Linked DNA regions of Mus musculus: region 2 is linked to region 1. The links are chromatin contacts, called in public Hi-C maps. All regions are on one chromosome and are shown on one strand. Each heading gives the region's core, a stretch centred on a gene start, on an enhancer-like site or on the middle of the called end of the contact. The rest is flanking DNA. Distances are from core to core; before and after follow the strand shown.

The links. Hi-C and Micro-C count contacts between places; a contact is called where the count stands out from the background.
Region 2: a Hi-C map of liver shows a contact between it and region 1, with 4 times the contacts expected there. The contact joins two enhancer-like sites. A contact is called at or near these places in 1 of 484 Hi-C or Micro-C datasets (liver) and 1 of 9 other capture datasets (embryonic stem cells).

What each region holds. Positions count from the first base shown.
Region 1 is chr7:114,290,045-114,295,870 of GRCm38.p6, forward strand. No RefSeq gene overlaps it. Among named protein-coding and RNA genes, the nearest start is that of Psma1, 17 kb to the left of the region's middle. Within about 2 kb of position 2,592, at least 202 of the 459 cell types and tissues checked have an H3K27ac peak or open chromatin away from gene starts, as enhancers often do. A contact at or near this core is called in liver, where this site is marked.
Region 2 is chr7:114,769,174-114,775,081 of GRCm38.p6, forward strand. All of the region lies in intron 2 of Insc (INSC spindle orientation adaptor protein), which reads left to right. Among named protein-coding and RNA genes, the nearest start is that of Insc, 26 kb to the left of the region's middle. Within about 2 kb of position 2,883, at least 6 of the 459 cell types and tissues checked have an H3K27ac peak or open chromatin away from gene starts, as enhancers often do. A contact at or near this core is called in liver, where this site is marked.

The DNA.
Region 1 (5,826 bases), core at 1,342-3,841:
CTCAATGAAGCCTAACATTGAAAAGAAAAGTTGCTGCTGGCGTTCTGGGTCTTTCCAGCATCCAGATGGCCTGTCTGTAGCCTCGCCAGAACCAAACCCTTCCTGCTGCCTGTTCAGCTGGCCTTGGGTGGCAGCCCCAAACTACACCAGCTTCCATAACCATTAACTCTTGATTGCCCATGATTCTTAAGAAAAGGTAGGGCTTCCAATGTGAATTTGGTTGAAAGAGTACACCAAGTGTTAATCTAGAAGCCCGGCCTGGTGTATATAATATTGACCCCTGTCCACCGTGACAAGCTTCCTCTTACAGTAGCTCAGCCAACTATTGGCATGAGAGGAGCAGCATTTTGGAAGGGAGTGTGTGTGGGCAGCTTGCAGGTGAGGACAGGGCTGCCAAAGCAGGCCATGCGGTTTGTCCTGTGCCTACACACCCAGGACCTGACTTGGGCCTTTCCAGAGCATGTGTATACACAGGGCTGTTCTGCTGTTTGGGGTGTGGTTAATTTCAAAAAAACATAAAAAAAAAAGTCATTGGCAAGATTTCATGCAGCAAACAAGAATGCGCAGAGGCAGATATAAAATGACCATACTTGGATTTAAGTGGGGATTTCTCTGAAGCAGCTGAGCCAGGAAAACAAACCTGCTCCGTGTTTTTAAAGTACTCTCAGAAATCTTGCTGGTGGCAGCCATTGTTTTCATATGCATTTCACCGGGAGGTAATGTAATACCCAGCAGCAAGCTAAGCTTGAAGGTAAAGACTCCCTGTGGCTTTGCTCTTCTCCGTCGCCTAGCAAGGTTAGAAACTCATCTGCAAGGTTGCTTCTCCATTGGCTGGAAAATGCATTCTCAGATAAAAGCTGTGACCCATGTCACATTCTTCCTTATGCGTCTGTTTTCACTTATTTAAATGATGTGATGATGATGTTACCAAGAGATTATACTTTGCGCAGTTAATTAGATACCTGAGATAGTCCCAGCCCAATACAAAGTCCCAGTTTGGGACTGGAGATGTGGCTCAGTTGATATTGTCTACTTAGAATACACAAAGCCTTGGGTTTGATCTCCAGTATCACAAAAAGTGGCGTGATGGTACACACTGTCATCCCTGCACTTGAGAGGCAGAAGCAAGAGGATCCAGAGTTTAAAATCATTCTCAGCTACACAACCATTTCACGCCTTGGGATACATGAGACCCTCTCTCAAACAGTAAATAAACAATAAAAGAAAGACAAGAAACAACTTTCTGGTTTCTAGATCAGAGTCCATGAGCAAAGGGGAGCATTGCAAAGTGTTTGGTTTTATAGATCTCGAAGAGGAGAGTTCTCAGAAGAAAGGAAAGAGAAATAAAAAAGAAACATAAATTAGAGCTGTAAAGAACGGAGCTTAAAGACACTACTTAGGGAAGGAAGAATTTAAAAAGATCGTTGAGGTGAAAAGGAAGTATCTAAAAAAAATAAAAATAGCTCTCCCTTTGCTGATTTGCCGCATTCGGCCTGGAGTGATGGGCGGCTGCTCTAAGCGGAACCTCTCAGCAGTCAACATAAAAGGCCACTCTGACACAGGCTTCTTTTTGTGGCTTCACAACTTGGTCTCTTCCTTTGACCCTCTCCGCCCCTCAGCTCTTGTCTTCAGCCTCCCTACATGCTCCTCTGTATAAATGCACCGAGTTGCCTTCTGCACCGTGACCCTGTCTCCTTGTGGTGGACAAAGATCATGAACACGGGGCCTGTGCATCCAGCCATGTTGTCTCTGGCTAGCCTGGGTAACACTCCTCCCAGTTGGAACCAGTCCTCAGGGCTCTTTCCTCTGAAAGACACAGTGCACTACAGGCGCTTGGGAAAGAGTCTGTCCCCAGGAGAGGTGCACTATCACTGCCTCGATGTCATGGTTCAGAGGTTCAGTGCACCCTTCTAGAAAATAAGCCCAGACCACCCACATGCCAAGAGCAGAAAGCACACCAGTTCTGCGTGTCAATGTCTGTTTTTCAGTTCCATAATTGCTTTCTCACTAAAAATTGATGCTATTTGGCTTGCAATGGGACAATAAAATACTAGCACCATAGAGGAAATGTGAGAAAAAAATGTTACAAAAGCAAAAAGGGAACCAAGTGTGGCTAGACGTCAGCCTTTCCTCTTAGCACGTCTGAAGATAAGCCCAGCTAAAGAGGAAGACTGGTAAAAAGGAGAAAAAAAGATTAAGTTGTCTAGTGTTGGTTATTCTTTTTAAAGAATTTTTTTTAAAAGTACACTTTAGCTTTGTGAAAAGAAATTTACTTTCCTTTCGTGGGAGAAAGCCAAACTCAGGAGACCATTCCCAGGGTCTAGTGTCTAAGTTGGCATAAAACATACAAGTTGATACATAACAAGTTTCCTCCCTTAAATAAAATGCTCTATTTTCTCTACTTTCTCCATCGCCATGAAGGCTTTTTTTTTTTTTAAGAGCATCATTGCATAAAATCCTTTGACCAAATTTCACAATGCTCGTCTTATGCTAATAAGTCTTTATTTAGTTTCAGTCTTTCCAAACAAGCCTGCAAGTTTCTGACGCAGCACACAGCACGTACTCCTCTGGTCTTCACTGTCCTCTGTCCCTTGACCCGCTATGGAAATCTAGTTCAATCTTTTCACTTACAAAGGTGAAAACAGACCCTGTGTCCAGGGAGCTTTTTTTTTTTTTTTTGGTTTTCGTGCGGGGTGGGGGAGGGTCAGTGTTCACAGAACTGTGCGAGCCTCTCTGACCCAGGAAGGAGACTGGCCACCAGCCAGCCTAGCTGCCTCAGGAGCACTTCAGTTTCCTTGTGGCTCTCACTGACACAGTCCCTGCCCAGCCGGCCTGTGACTATTTAGCAGGGGTTTGTGAGCTCTGATACCGCTTCCTAACTGTCCACACTCGCCTTTCCCACATCGTGGTGCCTCTTGGAAAGCGGGAACTCCGAGTCCTGCTAAGGTGAAAAGAGTTGGAGTCCTGACCGTGGAGCCCCTTAGGATTTTCTCCTTTCCTTGAGAAGAGGGCTGTTCATTTAAAAGGATGCCAACATGTTCTATGGGGAGTACGCAGAGAATTTAGCATGATTTTTGGCATCAGGGTGGCTGGTTTCCGTTCGTCAGGAGAATATGCTATCTTCATTGTGTAAATATCTCATAAGTGCTGTCGTTTGTTGTGCGTGTATTTCTAAGAACTGAACCCACCACTCAGCCACACTCCCATGGCCCACAAAAGCGTTTTAACTTATTTTTTAGGCAGGACTTTGCCAAATTGCCCAGGCTATCCTTGAATTCTGATCATCCTGGGATTCCAGGCTTGTGCCACTTCACTTCATATATAATGGAGGGTGTGTGTGTGTGTGTGTGGGGCATAGCTTACCTTTATCAATATTTTTACCATGTGAAAATAGATTCCAGAAATAATTAAATGCATTAAATTGCTTTAGGACTTGCAGCTAAAGTTTTTGAAATTATAAATTATCTCTCATTTTAAAAGAGACTCAGCCTGTCCTCATTTTTAAATCTTCTATAATATTACCCCCACCTACCAACCCCAGAGAGAGGGACTTGCTCTGTTTGTAGACCAGCCTGACCTTGAACTCATAATTCTCTTTTCTTGGCCTCCCAAGTGCTGGGCCTACGTAAGTGTGCCACTATGCCCTGTGACATTTCCTTTCAAAAGGCAAAGGACAGGGAGTATACAGTTGTAGAAGTGCCTTTAAAGGACAAGGGTAGATCCCTTGTTGTGTTTTTCTCATTTTTGTTCCTTTTGATGACTTGGGTGATAATCACTCAGTTGCAAGCTTTCTTTTGTTGCTAACATTACCTTAACCGTCTCCTCTCCTCTCTCATTTGGGGTTGTCCAGAACCCAGCCATCTAGCCCACTTTATCTTCCAAAAGCTGGCAATCAGCCTTACCTGAAAACAAAACAAGACAAACTTGCCAGTTTGTTGGTAGCTTGTTGAAGGTAATTGACTACTTTTCAAGAGCTGGTTTCCTTCCCGTATTGTGTCACCTTTACCCCCGCTGTACTCCTCAGAGCTCTGGCTGAGTCTTCCCTCAAGTCCCAGAGGATGGCTTCCTCTGGGGAAAACAAAAAAACAAACAAACCAGAAGCAGCCGGTTTTACTGACTTGACATAAGTAAGGAAGCTGCAGGGCTCTCCACTCAACATCTGCACAGTAAATACCAGCACAAAAATGGGAGCGTCTTTGGACTCAACCTTTCTCACCCATTTTACAGGAGAGGAAAGTGAGGTTCGGAGAAACTGACAGTGTCCGCCTCTAGAGCAGGAGTTCTCCTTCTCTGTGTCAAAGATCACATGTGGTCCCTAGGAAGAATATTCTAAAATTTTATTTATTTTTCTTTTAACTTTTTATTGATTCTTTGTGAATTTCTTACCATGCACCCCAATCCCACTCATCTCCTGGTCCTTTCCTACCTACCCTTGCTACATTGTCCCCCAAAGGAAATAAAAAATAAAAATAAAAAGTAAAAACAAAACAAAACAAAAATGTCTCATTGTGGAAGCTGTAGTGTGTTATGGTGTGTTCCACACCATACTCCTTTGTCCACACATCTTCACTTGCAAATGTTCAGTGCAGTGAGCCATTGGTCTGGTTTGAGGCTTCTGCTACACTATCACTACTAGATCCTCATGAGAACTCCTTGGATAGTCTGTCATTGCCCTGTGTCATGGAGGTCCTGAAGCTTTGGTTCTGCAGAACCAGGGCCTTCGTGCTCTCCTGCAGTTTATAGATGGGGTAGATTCTGGGGCAGGCCAATTCAAAGCCCTGGACCTGGGTCTGGGTGGTAGCTGATCTGGTTAGCCTGCTTGCTCTTGGGCATCCACACCACTAGGGGGAGCTCTCCAGCACTGGCCCTGCTAGCTCACCCAACGCTGCAGCCATCAAGGGACTGGGCCAGCTGTCCTTCTCACATAACCTCCGGTCTGGCTCATCCTTGCCTTTGCCACCAGCGTTAGTTCAACTGTGCTGCCCAGGCGATGTGCAGGACCAGCTCTCCAGAGTGTTGTGGCAGTTGATGGGTGGGGCCAGCTCTCCTGCTAGCTACAGGTGGCAAGGGGTTGGGAGGCATCTCTTTAGGCCCATGATGTTGTGTGGCAGATGAGGGGTGGTGCCAGCTATCCTTCATCTATGCCACAGAAACAGCTTTCAGGCGAGGGGCAGGGACAGCTTTGCACAGTGCTCAGACCTCAGCCTGGCCCCTGGGGGCAGCCCGGACCATAATGGCCTTTGGTAGTAACATGGGCCTTGGCCATCAACACAGCCCTGACTGCAAGTGCCTTCGGTGACAGTCTGGGTCAGGATGTCACTAAGGCCTCAGTAGGCCACCCAGATCAGTTTGGCCCCCAGTGTCAGTTTGACCCCCAGATATCAACATGGTCTCAGGCAGCAGCCCAGACCACTGTCATCTGGAGGGACTGTGGTGGCACCATGGGCCACAGACATCAGCAGAGACCCGCAGCTACAGCAGCCAGACCCAGACATCAGCACAAGCTCTTCATGTCTACTTGTCCTTCACTGCAGTATCATCTCCAGTATCGCCTCTTTCCACAGTGTGTAATCCGCCCAGCTTTGCTTTCTCTTCCATCTCTCCATCCTGGCTTCCATCCCCCCCATCTCTCTATCACTTATTTGCTCATTATAGTGACACCTGCTTCAGGGTCTAGGTGGGTGCTTGGGTGTCTTTCTTCCAGTCACCCCAGGCCTCAGGACTGGGGGGCAGCTAAATTCAAGTACTCTTAAGCAAGTGCTCATACCCACTGAGCCATCTCCTCGGCCCACAAATTAATTTTTCTTTTGAGATAGGATCTCACTT
Region 2 (5,908 bases), core at 1,633-4,132, 480 kb after region 1:
TATTTAGACTGGAGGAGAGACATGGGGCCACAGAAGTGCCTGCACCCGCTGGAAAGTTCACACAGAGCTGCCAGTGTGTGTTTGATTTGGCAGGCCATGGAGGCCTGAACCAGGGCAGGAGTGGAAGTTCAGGGTGCCAGATCTGTGTCTGATGAGCTGTTTCTGTGACTGCCCCGATTGACATAAAGTCCCTAAGTGTCTAGACATTCTTTAGGCTCAGGCACTGGGACAGTTGGTGACTCTGACATACATAGGCTTGGTCTTTAGAGGAGCTGTGTGACCTGATGTTTCAGACTTCTGATAGCTGGGCTAGCCTTGGATCCTTTATACACTACACCATCATAGGGACTTTGTCTTTAGCTTCATCAGCCAGCCATCATTAAAATACTGCTTCTCTTCTGATTTTTTGAGACATTTTGATAGACTGCTTAAAGAAAACATAATTCTGTTGAGTCCTGTGTGTTCTAGTTTGTCATGTTTTGTTTTGTTTCACTTGTATCTCACCTTTTCTGTATCTGGAACTTTTCACCAGAGCTGCCAGGGAAGCTGACTTACTTCACATTCATTTCCATGCTGCTCATTTGATTTTTGAATAGATGTGTGTGTGTGTGTGTGTTGTATAGATAGATGTATTAATAGATAATGGTTGATATGTGGGTACACAGAAGATAACGTGACTCTTTAAAATAAAAGGACAATCCAGGTGGTGGCTGTGTACACTTTTGATCCCTTGGGAGGCAGAGGCAGGAGGATCTCTGAGTGCAAGTCCAGCCTGGTCTACAGAGTGAATTCCAGGGCAGCCAAGGCTACACAGGGAAACTCTGTCTCAAAAAAGAAAAGAAAAGAAAAGAAAAGAAAAGAAAAGAAAAGAAAAGAAAAGAGAAGAGAAGAAAAGAAAAGGAATGAATTGTTTGCTAAAACTCTCTAGTGGGGTGGAGTCAATCCCTCTCTCTTTGGCTCTCCTAAAGCCATCATTAGAAGAGGTATAGGGAGTTGACACACAGTTCTTGCATGTTCCCTAGGACACAGAACACCATTAGAAGTGTAACTTAAAGTTTTCTGTACATCCAGAGGCAAATGATAAAAAGTCATATCTTTGTTTGTAGTCCATATGGTGAAACTCAGACTTGGTAAGACATAGCTGTCAGACTGCCTGAGAGATGTGGCTGCTTCGGCTTCAGGTAGCTGGTGGTAGAGCTTTCCTAAGATGATCAAGTATGGCCATCTATGGTATGTGGCTACCTGGCTTTAACTTCTTATTCACCATGTGGCTGGTGAAAATTCTGGAGCCCCATCTGTCCTCCAGTCCCTTCATGTTTAAGATGGATATAATGACCATACATACCATGCAGGGTTGGTATAGGGCTAGGCAAATAAATACACGCAACATATCAGAGCTAAGTAAGAGACTACTATTTAACAAATGTCTGCTAATGCCAGGATTACTCTGTCTAGGTATTGTTAGAGAATTCTTCTGGGATCCTCTCTTCTGACCTTCTCCCCCATTAGTGGGTGACAGAATTTAAACCTGAAACAGTTGGTAAAGCCCTGGTAGGGAGGGTACAGTCTACTTGCTGCTGATCTGCCCATCCTGGCCCTGTGTGACATTAAATTGGGTTGTGAAACACCAGCACTTCTGGCAATGTGGTCCTGAGCTGCTCAGACAAAGCCTGTTCCAGGGCTGGAGAAGTGGTTGGGACAGTGAAGAGGAGGCCAGACTGCCCTAGCTTAATTCTGCTCTTGGCCATAACCGAACTTCAGTTTCTTTATCTGTGAACCGTGAACAATTTATACTTATATCAGCGGGGTTTTTTTTAAATATAAATTCTTTCTCTGTGTGTCTCTGTATCTCTTTCTCTGTGTGTCTGTCTATCTGTCTCACACACACACACACACACACACACACACACACACACACACACACACACACACACAGGATGCAAGGTAAAGCCTGCTGGCACACAGGAACTCTTCAATTGGTTATTTCCTTCAGATGAGGAATAGAATAAAAGGAATGGTCAGGTCAAATCTTGCTAGCCTTTATGTCTCTTTGGTTACACCCTGACCTTTCTTTTCCTTTCTGCAGCTTCCAGTGCTCTCAGAGGTTTTAAGGGGAAGCAGAAGTTAGATTGCATGAACATGGATATAGGAATCTAGCTTGCCTTATCCAGCAGGCACCTTGGGAACTCCAGGCATTCGGACTGGGCATAAGAGCTGTGAGCTGTGCAAGAGGTTAGAGTGTTGTATTTTTGATGGGGTAGTAATTCAGTCCAAGAGACAGAGAGGCGTGTTTGCTTTTGCATATTATTAACCTAGCATTGCAAAGCTAATTGAACGTACTGGGTGATAACTGGGCGTGGTGGTACATGCTTTTAATCCCAGCACTTGGGAGCCTGAGGCAGGTGGATCTCTGGGTTTGCGGCCAGCCTGGTCTACAGAGCGAGTTCCAGGACAGCCAGGATTACAAAAAGAAACTCTATCTTGAAATAGAAACACAAAAACTAAAACAGAAAGATAAGAAAATACTGGGAGATAACGAAACAAAGTGAAACAAAACACTGGGCCTGGACCCATCATGCATGTTCTAGGCTGTACTTTGCTCATAGAGAAAGCTAGTTCATGCTTACAGAATATTAGAAGTGTTTAGTTTGTTCAGTTGGATACTATATTGTTGGGAGACAGTAGCAGAGACTACTATTACTTGCCGCAGAGGCCTCTCTAGTGGTGAACTGCACTATAGTCCTCATAGCTGGATCAAGGGCTGGCCTTATCCACGCCCCCTCACCTCATTGGCTTACATACACAGGATGTTGCTGCTCCTGGAGCTTTCACCGTGGCTATGCAATCACTATTATCTCCATGAAGCAGCCTTTGAGGTGGCGGTCAAAGTTCAGGATAGATGTTGGGAAGCCCCGTGGAGGTCAGTGTTTGTGTGAGGGAGCATGCTTAAACAGGATCTCGATGCTGGCTCTGTGGTGGCAGCTCATCTCACCTCACAGGGAGCTTTGGAATCAGAGCGGGTTCATGGGTCGAGGTGACTAGGACTTTAGGTTCCACCTTGCTCTGTCACTGGAGAGTAATACAGACGCCAGTAGGCTGGGACCGCTCCGCTACTTCACAGCAGGCAAAGTGAAGTTCAGGGGAAAGAGTAAACTCAAAGCAAGGATTTTCAGAAGCCACCAGCCACTCTCTGACTGGAGTCTTTCCATTCTGACCAGCCAGGGAGATGTTCTGTCTTCCTTGTGTGTTCAGCATGTAAGAGCTCACTGCCCATGCTGCCTCAGTACAGCCCTGTGACCTCTTCTGTTTCAAGAGTGATGCCTGTTGAGAGAACCATGCTTTGCATCAGTTACTTCCTCATTACTGAGACAACAAACAAACAAACAACAATAAAAACCAGCTTAAAGAAGAAAGGGTTTATTTTGGGTCACAGTTTGAGGGTGCTGACCGTGGAAGGGGAAGACAGGTTAGCAGGAACATGAAGTAGTTGATCATATTGTGTCCATAGCTAGGAAGCAGATAGGACCAGAGCAGTGGTCTTCAACCTTGCAGTTCCAAGACCCTTTAATACAGTTCCTTGGGTTGTGCTCCCCCCCAACCATGATGTTATTTCCATTACTTCTTTGTAACTGTAATTTTGTTACTCTTATGAATTGTAATGTAAATCTGTGTTTTCAATGGTCTTTAACCCCTGTAGAATGGTAGTTTTGCCCTGGAAGGGCTGTGACCCACAGGTTGAGAACAAGTGAGATAAATAATGATACTCAGCTTGCTTTCTCTGTTTCCTTCAAACCCACAGGATACTACTGCTTATGTTTTTGGTGTGTCTTCCTAGATCAATCAATTCCATCTAGAAATTTGCCCATAGCCATGGGGAGAGGTTGGTCTCCTAGGACACTCTACCAGTGGTTCTCAACCTGTGGGTTGCAGTCCATCCATCTTGGGGTTGCCTATAAGATACTCTGCATATCAGATTCAAAACAGCAGAAAAATTACAGTTATGGAGTAGCAATAAAATAATGTAGCTGTTGGTGGTCCCCACAACACGAGGAACTGAATGTTACAGCGTGAGGAAGGTTGAGAACCAGACAAGCTGGCCAGCAGCAGTAACCATCCCATTCTAGGAAATCCATTTTGTCCAGCTTCTCTCTGAATAAAGGCAGTGATAGGAGGGGCTCTGAGGACATGCACAGATGGTTTCACAGCTAAAGACACCAGAATGTGATGTTTCCATCAGCTCAGTAACAAATCTTTCTGTAAAGAAAAAGACTGGAAACACAGATAAGTCTTTATCCCATGGGGAAACTGAGGCTTGAGAGGATGCCAGAGCATCCTCTGAGTAGAAGAACCAGGATGTTTTTAGTGCTGGTCAGACTCAAGCCAGTCTGTTTTTCCAGTTTTCTTGGGTCAATACATCACATACTCAGCCACGTAAGCAGTCCTGTGTTTATTGGCCTCCTGTGAAATTACTGTACACGTATTTATTGAATGTAAATCACAGACCTTGTATGGTACAGTGTAGCTGAGGACTAGTAATGACCTTGTTGGATATGGTCCCTGCCAACAAGAAACTCACACTCTATTCAGTGACTTCCCTTTCGTCTGATTGAGTTTGATTTGCAGCTCTTGGGACCTTTCACTGAGCATGAATCTCTTTGTTTTGAGAATTCTGTTTAACCAGAAGTTTGAGATGACCAAGGCTCGGGGTGTTCTGTACTAGTGATGAGTGGTCCTCTCTGGCTGTCCAGCTTACTATGGAGACCCGGTGGGGGCCACTGTAGGTCAGCCTGTCTCTGAGTCAGTAATGGCTTACATATGTGCACTCTGCTCTGTGGCTGCTGTTCTGCCGTTGAGGGTCGTTTTCTGTGACTGTGGTGAAGAGTGAAGACTGTAATTGTCAATGGGATAATTGTATGTTTTCCTGTTGTTTAAGCCAAAAGGCAGACCAATCAAAGCTAGCATTAAGTTCCCTCCCTTCTCCTGTTTCCCATGAGAAATCCACAACAACATGGTGTGTGACCTTGAAAAGGCAGACAGGAGTGATTCAGTAGTTATTTTTAAGATGAGGTTGAATATAAATTCCTGTACTCTTCTGGGAACTGGGGCTACAGAAGTATTGAATGCTGTGGCTTCATGTTCCCTCTAAGCTCATTCTTCCAATGCAAGCCTGGGCAACTGAGGCTCAGAACTGGTTCATTTCCGGGTGCCTCCCCTACTTTTGAGGAATCAATTCTTCCCTGGCTTATATTTCATAAACTCATTTCCCCACCCCACCTCCAGCAATTGTCTATGGTAGGGATCTGTTATAGAGAAATACTTACATTCTTTTTCTTCATTTACTTAAGTGAGATTTAGAGTTTAGTTGATGGGGGATATGACACCTTATCCAATCATGAGTGTCTTCAGCACGCAGGGCTAAATGGGTATCTTATTTATATTGGTTCTCCTGCCAATGATTACAGTGTATACTATAGGAGCTCTGTAAGTGGTTATTGGATGAATAAGTGTTTATTAACTGTTTAGTGGCCTGAGGGGATGGCTAAGTGGGTATGAGTGCTTTGTCTGCAAGCATGAGGACCTTAGGTAGAATTCTCATCACCCATATAAAATTCCAGGTATAGCCACATAGTGCCTGTAAGCCCAGCATTGGGGTGTGTGTTGGTGGGGAGTGAAGTCAGGCACATTCTGGGCTGTCCAGCCTATCCAAACAGCAGCCTTCTAGTTCAGGTCATTGCCCTGTCTCAAGGCAATAAGGTGAAGAGTGATAAAGAAAGCCACCAGTTCTTGGTCAGCATCTGTACTTATTTATGTGAGCACACACAACCATACTCTTGTGTGTATGTTCTCCCATCCAGAATCCCCTGAGACGTGTAATGAATGAACAAGCCCTTCTCCAGGGAGCTTCATG